Regions from separate parts of the Mus musculus genome. Here region 2 is linked to region 1. The links are chromatin contacts, called in public Hi-C maps. All regions are on one chromosome and are shown on one strand. Each heading gives the region's core, a stretch centred on a gene start, on an enhancer-like site or on the middle of the called end of the contact. The rest is flanking DNA. Distances are from core to core; before and after follow the strand shown.

Region 1 (4,519 bases), core at 1,653-4,152:
GTGGTGATCAGTGAGACACGGAGGACCTGTATTCTTAGAAAAACCACAGGGTAATTATGACATTTTGTGTTCCTCAAATAGCTCTTCCTAAAGATTCTTTTGACTTATTACTTTTTTTTATGAATATTAGTGAGAGTGGGTTTGGTAGTCTCCTACAAGTATCTGGAGTTTGGTATTTCTCCACTTTCAAGTAAGACAGTCTTAAGCAGTCGTTCTTTAGTGAAGATGGAGAAACCAAATAGAGTCACACAAATAATTTCAAAGACATCTCCACGAGGTCCAAGGTCAGGTTCAATTTTTCCTTAAGAATAGCCTAAAACCTTCCTACAATTATGTGATCCAAACCCCAAGGCTTTACTCAATGCGAGAAAGGATGTATTCATCTTGTTTGTGTTGGGACTCTGAAGGCAGTAAAATTTATAGTCATTAGAAGATGAAATGAAGTATCCTGTGTGTGAGGTCCCTTCGTCAAGTCACTTCCTCTCCCTGGCCTGAGCTCTTATATTGTCAGTGTGTCTGTTGAATGCTCGTTTGTCCTACTAGCTAGAATATCTTTTCCTGACCAAACATTAGAGGCTAGCTTCTATTTAACTGGTGTCCAGTTGGTTCCAAGCAGCAAATAATAACTTCTAACATTGACTGGGCTTCATCTGCTCGCCAAGCAGAGTCTTAATCCTGAATTCCATTACCTAAATCTCCCACCAGGCTCACACTGTTTTGACCGAAGAGTCTCTTTTACAATATTTCTGCTAGGTTTGTTTCCTTTGAAATCTGTCGTTTCTTCTGATGCTGTGATCTTGTTCATGTAGCTTGATGGCTATGGGCTACAGACACAGAGCCCGGAAGGGTGAGTCTGAACTCAGGTTTGAGAGAGCTGCCTGTTCAAGCATAAAAACAGAGCTGAGAAAGACTTGTTAAATACCCCACCCCCTTCCATGGCCAGTGCCAGAACATTCTATTGGTGAGGGCTCAGGATGTCAGAAACAGATGTCGTGAACCGGTGCATCCTCTCACTTTATTTGAGAGATGTCATTGTCTCTTTAAGCTGCATTTATTTATTTATTTATTTATTTATTTGGTAAGCTACCCTATCATGCTTCATTTGACCCGTGCCATTCTATTTCCCTCTGACTGATTTTTGGCTTAGTTATAGCAACTGCTGAGAAAGGCTATTCCCAAAGACTCAATTTAAACATATAAACAGCAGTCACTCAGAGTTCGGTGGGAACCCAGCTGTCCCTGCTGTGTACTTGTGTTTGGGGCAATGTGATGCCATAGAAAAAGGCACACACAGGGACTTTACAGATAAACACTGTCGTTGCTATTCTTCTTAACTAAGGGATTTGCTGTTGTTGCTGTTTATTATTGTTTACAGTAACTTTATCGTGCGTGCTTTCTGCATGCCGGACACTACGAGAAAAAAAAAAAGCTGTTGTTGAATTTACAAACCTGGTGCTGCCCTTTCTTTTTCTTTGCCTGCAGGTGTGCCTATGTGTTTGTACACATGTGCACTTGTGCATGAATATACTATACTTGTGTCCCTGTGTGTCTAGGTGCCTCTGACGGTCAGGGGCTGACACTCAGTGTCTTCTACAGGTGTTCTTGTCCTTGGTTGTTTTGCTGAGTCTTGATCTCAGTGAGGCTGGTGGCACCGTAAGCCTCACTCCAGGGTTCTTCCTACCTCTGTCTGCTCAGTGCTAGTCCGAGTGCATGCTGTGGTGCTTGGCTTTTTACAAGGACAGTAGGACCTGAACTCAGCTCCTCAGCTTGAATAGCAAGCTACGGTTCTGGTCCTCATCCTGATTTTAGAATTTAAAGTTTAGTAAGGTCTACTAGATAGCTACGGGTCCCATGGCCTACTTAACTGGCTACCCTTGCTTATTTGTGCCATGATATTGGGCCTTTTTCTTCACCTCCCTCTGCTTGATTTTCTATCAATAATGGAAGTCATCGCAATGCCCTGCTCATGAGTGGATCTGAAGAATGATGCCTTAGTAATGTGTAAATTGAGTAGATCAATGTCTGTCATGAAGAAAGTCCTGTAACTTACATGGTACTGACAACATAAAGAAGAGGTTTGTTTAAAGCAGTTACGTGGGATCTAAATGTAAAACTCAGTGCTCTGTTACAAAGCCCGTCTGGATTCGGCAGACTCGACCTGCTCGGTTAGACCACCTCTTCTCTCTACATCTCAGCCTTTCTTACTAGTAAAATGGAGATAGATCACACCATGGCCCCAGCACAGCCACTATGGCAAAGGTCATTGCGGAGAGTAGCCCAGTGTGGGGATGAGGCACTGTGCTACCTCTCCGTCTCTGCATGCTCACCTATGGAATATGTTGATATACATAAAACATATATGTATGCATTTGTATGTGGGTATATATGTACACAGTATATAACTGCACAGCTTAGGACTCCATTGACATTCCTCATAAATTATAGCTACAGAATAGTTCAAAATATATTTTTATGAATTCACTTCCAGTTTAAAGGAAGGAATGGATTGGTTTCCTGGCTAACTAAAAACAGTTTCCATCTTAATAAAATATTCATTTTATATTTTAGTGTTTTGATGGGTTTAAGTGTACGTTTTTATTCTTTAAACTAGTTCATCAAATGTTTCAAAGTTGCCTGAGTAGTTCTTTCATGGATACAGATTGTTCATAATTTCAATTCTTACACTGCGAGGAAAGAGAAGAGGCAAGCTGTTGCAGCATTGGAGAGGGAAATGTGATGATATGTTTTTGCTGTTGTGCCTACTTTCTTTCTTTTTCTTTTCTTTTCTTTTTTTTTTTTAAGTGTGTGGGAAAGGGTGTGATGTCATCTTGTCTCCACCCCCTGTGAGTAAGCCCACAGCAGAGAGAGCAGCCTCCCGCCTCTGTCAGTGGAGGACGCCCACTTAAATGCAGTTCCAGGGTTGCAAGGCACCCAGCCGCATCACTCCCCGTGTGAGCAGGCAAATGCAACATGCTCTCCAGCCTGGGGTGTCTACTTCTCTGTGGAAGTATTGCACTTGCTCTGGGAAATGCACAGAAATTGCCAAAAGGCAAGTAGCTGGGATATTTTGTGTTTTAAAAGTAAGATTAAGAGTTGCTTGGTTTTCGCTGTTGATATGAAATGTGATCTGCTGTACAATATGGGGGAATTGAATTATTCTGCAGAGAGTCAAAGGTCCTATGTGTGAAGGGGGTGACTCAGGGGTTGTTTTCTCTCGCACCCCTGTGATTTATTTTGTGAGCTCAGCTTCTCCTAGCAGCTTCTAGTGGAGTATGTTCACACGGACTGGAGTGGTGTGGTTTCAAACTACAGTATCTGTCTATCAAATCTGATTATATAAACGACTATTGTGGCTTGTTAGAGTTATTTGGTGCTTTTAGCCCTGGCCACAGAGACGGTGGAGAGTGGCTTAAGCCCTGGGAGTAGCTTGTTCTGAAAACCGAAATCTTTTGCAAAAGTCACAAACATACCTGTGGGGTAGGGGCTGAGGGAGTCTAGCCAGGTCAGACTTAAATACAGTTTCGAGCTAAGTAGCAGACAGGGCTCTGCAGTGGAGTTTGGCAGAGAATTTGATTTGCTGGACAGGACACTCCCCCCTTCTCTTGACTAAATTGCTTATTTTAGTGTTGGTATTTTGTTTACAAAAGTCATCAAAAGAGAAGTAAATTTTCTAAGTTTAGACCCTAGGCGCAATCTTTGGAACTCATTAGCACTAAATCAGGATCGTCTTCCTTGTCCTGTCTGTGAACATAAATGTTGTGTGAACTTTTGCTTTTTCGCAGAGGCACTTTACGTCGGTGGAGGCTTTTTATGGCTACAGACTGCTGTAGTCAGCAGGATTATAAGGAAAAAAAAAAAAAAAAAAAAACCCACGGGCTGGAATTTACCGTACAGTTAGGCTGAAAAAATCTTAGAGGTAACGCACAGCACAGACTCATCAAAACCGAGTCTGAAAGAAAAGCTGGTCAGAACGCTTAAAGGACACTTCTGTGTCCTCTCTCTGTAGAGTTCGGTCTAGGATCATCTTGACTCAAAGGCAAAGCCCCCCACCCCCACTGGGTAAAGTGAAACTTGAATCCAGAAGGCTGAAGCATTTGGCTAGTTAGCTCACACGAGGATGGGAACTGTAGCAAAAGGCAAAGGAATCCTCAATTCTGATCAAATGATTATGCAAAGAAAGAAATATGAAACACCCTTAGGCTTTCCTCCTTCCACAAGTTTTATTCCTTGATCATAATAAACCCTGACTTAATCCATAATTAATTGTTCACATTGATGTAACTTTTAACAACTTTGACATTTGAAAAGAGCCGGTAGCACTGTTTTAGTTTCAAAAATTACCGGTGTTTTTATTTTACTCTGTATTTACTGTGTAAGAATGATAGGCAAATTTGGTTACTACAGAATTATGTAAACTCTAAATGTCTAAATTTTTCCGTTGTCATCATTAGATAGAGAACTTTTGGTACAAGTTGCCTTTGTTTGTAGTGATAAAGAAGAAAATATAGGTGCAAATACT
Region 2 (4,378 bases), core at 305-2,804, 37 kb after region 1:
TGGAGAGGTGTTATTTGTTATTTATTTTCAAACTGGGCCTTACTGTGACTTACCATGCCTGGTTTTGAATTCTTACATAGCCTACGATGAACTTGAATTCAACTACTACTGTGAACCCCATATTGGGGCTCTGCTTCTAGTCTAGTCTTTTCTTTTCAACCCCCCCCCCCCTCTCTCTCTCTCTCTCTCTCTCTCTCTCTCTCTCTCTCTCTGTGTGTGTGTGTGTGTATGCTTGTGTGTACTTGTTTGTCATGTCTCCATGCCCCCATGTGCATGCATACAGAGGCTGGAGGAAGTCAAGTGCCTTTCCCTATTGCTGTCTCCCTATTCTCTTGAGACAGGGAACTTCAGTGAATTGACACTAGCAGTTTCCTCTCATGGAATGCTGTCACACCTGGCAACTGTGAGGCTCAGTTCTCCTCTCTCATGAACCACACTTGGTGCAGTTACAAGTCTTTGAAGACTTGTAACTCTTCTTCAGATTTTACACAGAATTGTCGGAAATGATTTTCTCAGTCATGCTCTCTCCTGTTCTAAGTGGACACTCATCTATTACATAATGGCCACCACTCTGTGGCAGCTCACGCGTACCTATCAGAATGGCTTCAATGCACCTAGAGCAAATCTGATAAATGATTGATGGGACCTAAACATTCCTGAACTCACAGAGTCAAGGTCTGCCCAACGGTCTATAAATTTGTCTCAGTTTACCTCTAAGAGTGTATGTCAGGCCCAAATCATGAGTCCCTAGCTCTCGAGGGAGATTCTTTAGGAATTTATTAAAATTTTTAACTAACCAAATTCTTTTTACAAGCAGAAGCATCTTTCCTTGTGTGTTCCTATCTTTTCTTACACTTCAGGTCTTTCTATAGCCTTGGCTTTTATCAATTTTAAATATGATATGTGTTTATGCTTATCTTTCCACTTTTTATTTTCATTCTTATAAATCTGGCAAGGAAGTTCTCTTAAGCTTGTTAGATAGCACATGGAAATTAGAAGTTAAGTGTTTTCAAGAAGGTTTGGAACACACACACACACACACACATACACACTCCTGTATAGAACTGTGGATATGCAGAGAACTTTATTAATGGTAAAATTACTGTAGTTAAAAATTCTGAGTATGGCTTGTGTCTCTGGCTAAATATATCTCAAAGAACATTCTTCCTAATGAAGCAAGGCTAAGAAGAACATGTTTGTTTTCCTGGCTGTCGTGCCTGCCAGTTCCCCTGCCCTCTCCCACTCTCTCTTTTGTTTTCTGTTGTCTTGGTTGATTTATCATTATAGTGCAATCCACGTGTTTCCAATTAGGACTAATTCTATGATAAATCCCACCAACGCTAGCGAGCATGTATTCAGAACTCTGGTACAAACACTGTCTCACGAGCTGACCTATGAGCCCTTCGCCCAGGATGGGAGCCACACATGATTCCCCTTGGCAGGTGGCTTCCCATCTCGGGGCTTTTCCACATTTGTCTGCTGTTGCTCCGTGCTCACCGGCTGCTCTTCAGTCTTCTTTGCTGATTCATTCTCATCTAACCGGTTCCTTAAACTGGAGCGTCTCAGGATGGCGACATTGGATCTCTTCTCTTGTGTCCTAATTCTCTTGGTGATCTCATCCAGTCTCATGATTTTAGAACAATCTAAATACAACAAGCTGAAATTTCCTATCGCCAGCCAGGATCAGATCCATTGAACCGACTCCCCATTTAATATCTCTCCTTGGTTTTCTGACACCTAAGATCCAGCATATCTCAAGTGAGGTTCCAGAAAACATTGTACCCTAGCCTTTCTTCTGCTATGGTCTTTGCTAACTCCATTAGATACTCTGCCACCTTTCTGTTAGCTCACCTGAAGACCTCTAAAGACATCTGAGACTCTTTCCATTCTTCTCTCACGCATCAAATTCAGTGCAGTTACAAGTCTTTGAAGTTTTCTTTTTCAGATTTTACATGGGAATGTTTTTCTTTCTTTCTTTTTCTTAAAACTTATTCTTCTCTTACAATACATCCTGATGGCAGCCTCCCCCTACCTGCATTCTTCTCCTTCATGCTCCACCTTCCATTTCCCCAACATCCACTGCTCCTCCAGTTCCCTTCAGAAAAGGGTAGGCCTCCCAGGGATATCAGCTGAACATAGCATAACAAGATGCAGTCAGACTAGGCACAAATCCTCATATCAAGTCTGGACAAGGCAACACAGTAGGAAGAAAAGGGTCCCAAAAGCTGGCATAAATAAATAAATATCAGAGATACCCTAAACCCCCACTGTTAGGAGTTTCACAATAACTCCAAGCTAAACAACCACAACTCACATTCAGTACATACCTAGTACAGACTGATGGAGGTTCTGTGGTTGCAGCTCCAGTCCCTGTAAGTCCTTGCGAGGGCTGCTTAGTTGATTCTGTGTTCTCCTGGTGACCTTGACACCTCTTCCTCCTCTTCTGTGGCTAATAAAAGAAAATCTCCAGCACAAGGGGGGGAAACTACTCCCTAGAAAAAGCAAGAAAGTAATCTTTCAACAAACCTAAAAAAAGACAACCACATGAACAAAATCCCAACTCTAACAACAAAAATAACAGGAAGCAACAATTACTTTTCCTTAATATCTCTTAATATCAATGGACTTAATTCCCCAATAAAAAGACATAGACTAACACTGGTTACATAAACAGGACCCAGCATTTTGCTGCATACAGGAAACCCACTTAAGGGACAAAGACAGATACTACCTCAGAGTAAAAGGCTAGAAAACAATTTTCCAAGCAAATGGTCCCAAGAAACAAGCTGGAGTAGCCGTTCTTAATATTGAATAAAATCAACTTTCAACCAAAAGTTATCAAAAAGACAATTTGATAATTCATACTTACCAAAGGTAAAATCTACCAAGATGGACTCTCAATTCTGAACATCTATGCTCCAGATGCAAGGGCATCCACATTCATTAAAGAAACTTTACTAAAGCTCCAAGGGAATGTTTTTCTTAGTTATATTCTCTCCTATTCAAAGTAGACACTCATCTATTATGTTATTGCCTTCATGCTGTGACAGCTCACATGCTCCTTTCAGAGTAGCTTCAATGCAGCACCCAGAGCGAATCTGATAAACAAATGATTGGTGAGACCTAAACATTCCTGAGCTCACAGAGTCAAGGTCTTCCCAATGGTCTATACATTTGTCTCAGTTTACCTCTAATGGCTTCCTTCCCACATGTCTTCTCCAGCCATGTTCCTCTCTCTGGAATTCATGTCTCATGTTCCTTTCACCTTGAATGTTCTTCTTTGACATACCTGAATGATTGGCCCCTTAACTTCCTTTGTGCCTTCTCAAGCAGAGGCTGTGCGTCTGCACGCAGTCACCCCTCCTAATCAGCTTCCAGCTCCATTTTCCTTCATGGTGTTTTCCAAAGTCTGCACTTGTCAGATTGCTTAGATTATGTGTTGGTAACTATCTCAACTCCTGATGGCTTGAAAACAACAGAAGCACATGTATTGCTCAATCACATGTTTATTAATATGACTCGCTTTCTGTTCTTTGTAATAACCAGGACCAAGGCTCCCCCTGGTCAGTGTATTCTGGCCAGTGCAGGAGGGAACGCTAGGAAACGTTCTTACACTAACAGTTCTCGATGCTAACCTGACCTCTTCCCTTAAGTGAATGGCCTAGTACTGAGGGTTAGTTACATGACCATGACTAATCTCAGGGAGATGGAGACATACTCCTTTCATGTGCCCAGAGTAAGGAAAGTATTATTTGCTGGAGGAAAAAGTTGTATGCGTGTGTTGCAAGGCAAAAGTGGGTCAGCACAGTCATTGACAGTAGAGTTCGGCATCACAATTTTAAAAGTCCCACCCATATATAAGGGAGGATGGCTTCTAGGGCTAGGCCATGCCCTATCCTAATGATGCTGTTATGACAGTCCCTTGCCACACAGTGGGTCAAGTATGGACATGATCTCCATGTTTCCTTCCTGGGCCAAGTCTGCTGCTTTACTGGGTAGACTGCAAGCCCCTTGTGCTAGCATCAAACACACAGCTTGCATTCTCCATATGCAATCTTCGTCTCCTTCCTGCTGACACGTGTGCTGATTGCTCTCTGTGTGGTTCTGGAAAGATTCTGTTGATTTGATGAGAGGAGGCACGTCTTAATTTCCCTGTCTAATCCTCACCAGCCAAGTTTTATGATCCTGTAAAAACCTAAAAGTTAAAAGAAAATGCAAGGAATGATAAGCATATTTGCTCTTGCCTGGGTCTAGTGGAAACATGACGTTTCTGATAACGGTGAGCCACTAATAGGACTAATAGGAATTTCCCCACACGTGCCCCCATGCCTGGTAGATTCTTATCACAACTCAGAATGACAGGGGGATAGTTTGCATC

What was found. A called contact is a pair of places that touch in the nucleus more often than the background predicts.
Region 2: a contact with region 1 is called in a Hi-C map of uterus. The contact joins the enhancer-like site here to the promoter of Abi3bp in region 1. A contact is called at or near these places in 1 of 39 promoter capture datasets (macrophages), 3 of 484 Hi-C or Micro-C datasets (muscle stem cells and uterus), 2 of 115 datasets of contacts at active chromatin or transcription factors (embryonic fibroblasts and heart atrium) and 2 of 9 other capture datasets (adipose tissue and liver).

Annotation. Positions count from the first base shown.
Region 1 is chr16:56,474,944-56,479,462 of GRCm38.p6, forward strand. Abi3bp (ABI gene family, member 3 (NESH) binding protein) reads left to right here and starts at 2,903. Exons shown (of 40, transcript NM_001014423.2): 1 at 2,903-3,049. The coding sequence starts at 2,971.
Region 2 is chr16:56,513,242-56,517,619 of GRCm38.p6, forward strand. All of the region lies in intron 1 of Abi3bp (ABI gene family, member 3 (NESH) binding protein), which reads left to right. Among named protein-coding and RNA genes, the nearest start is that of Abi3bp, 38 kb to the left of the region's middle. Within about 2 kb of position 1,555, at least 20 of the 459 cell types and tissues checked have an H3K27ac peak or open chromatin away from gene starts, as enhancers often do. A contact at or near this core is called in adipose tissue and uterus, where this site is marked.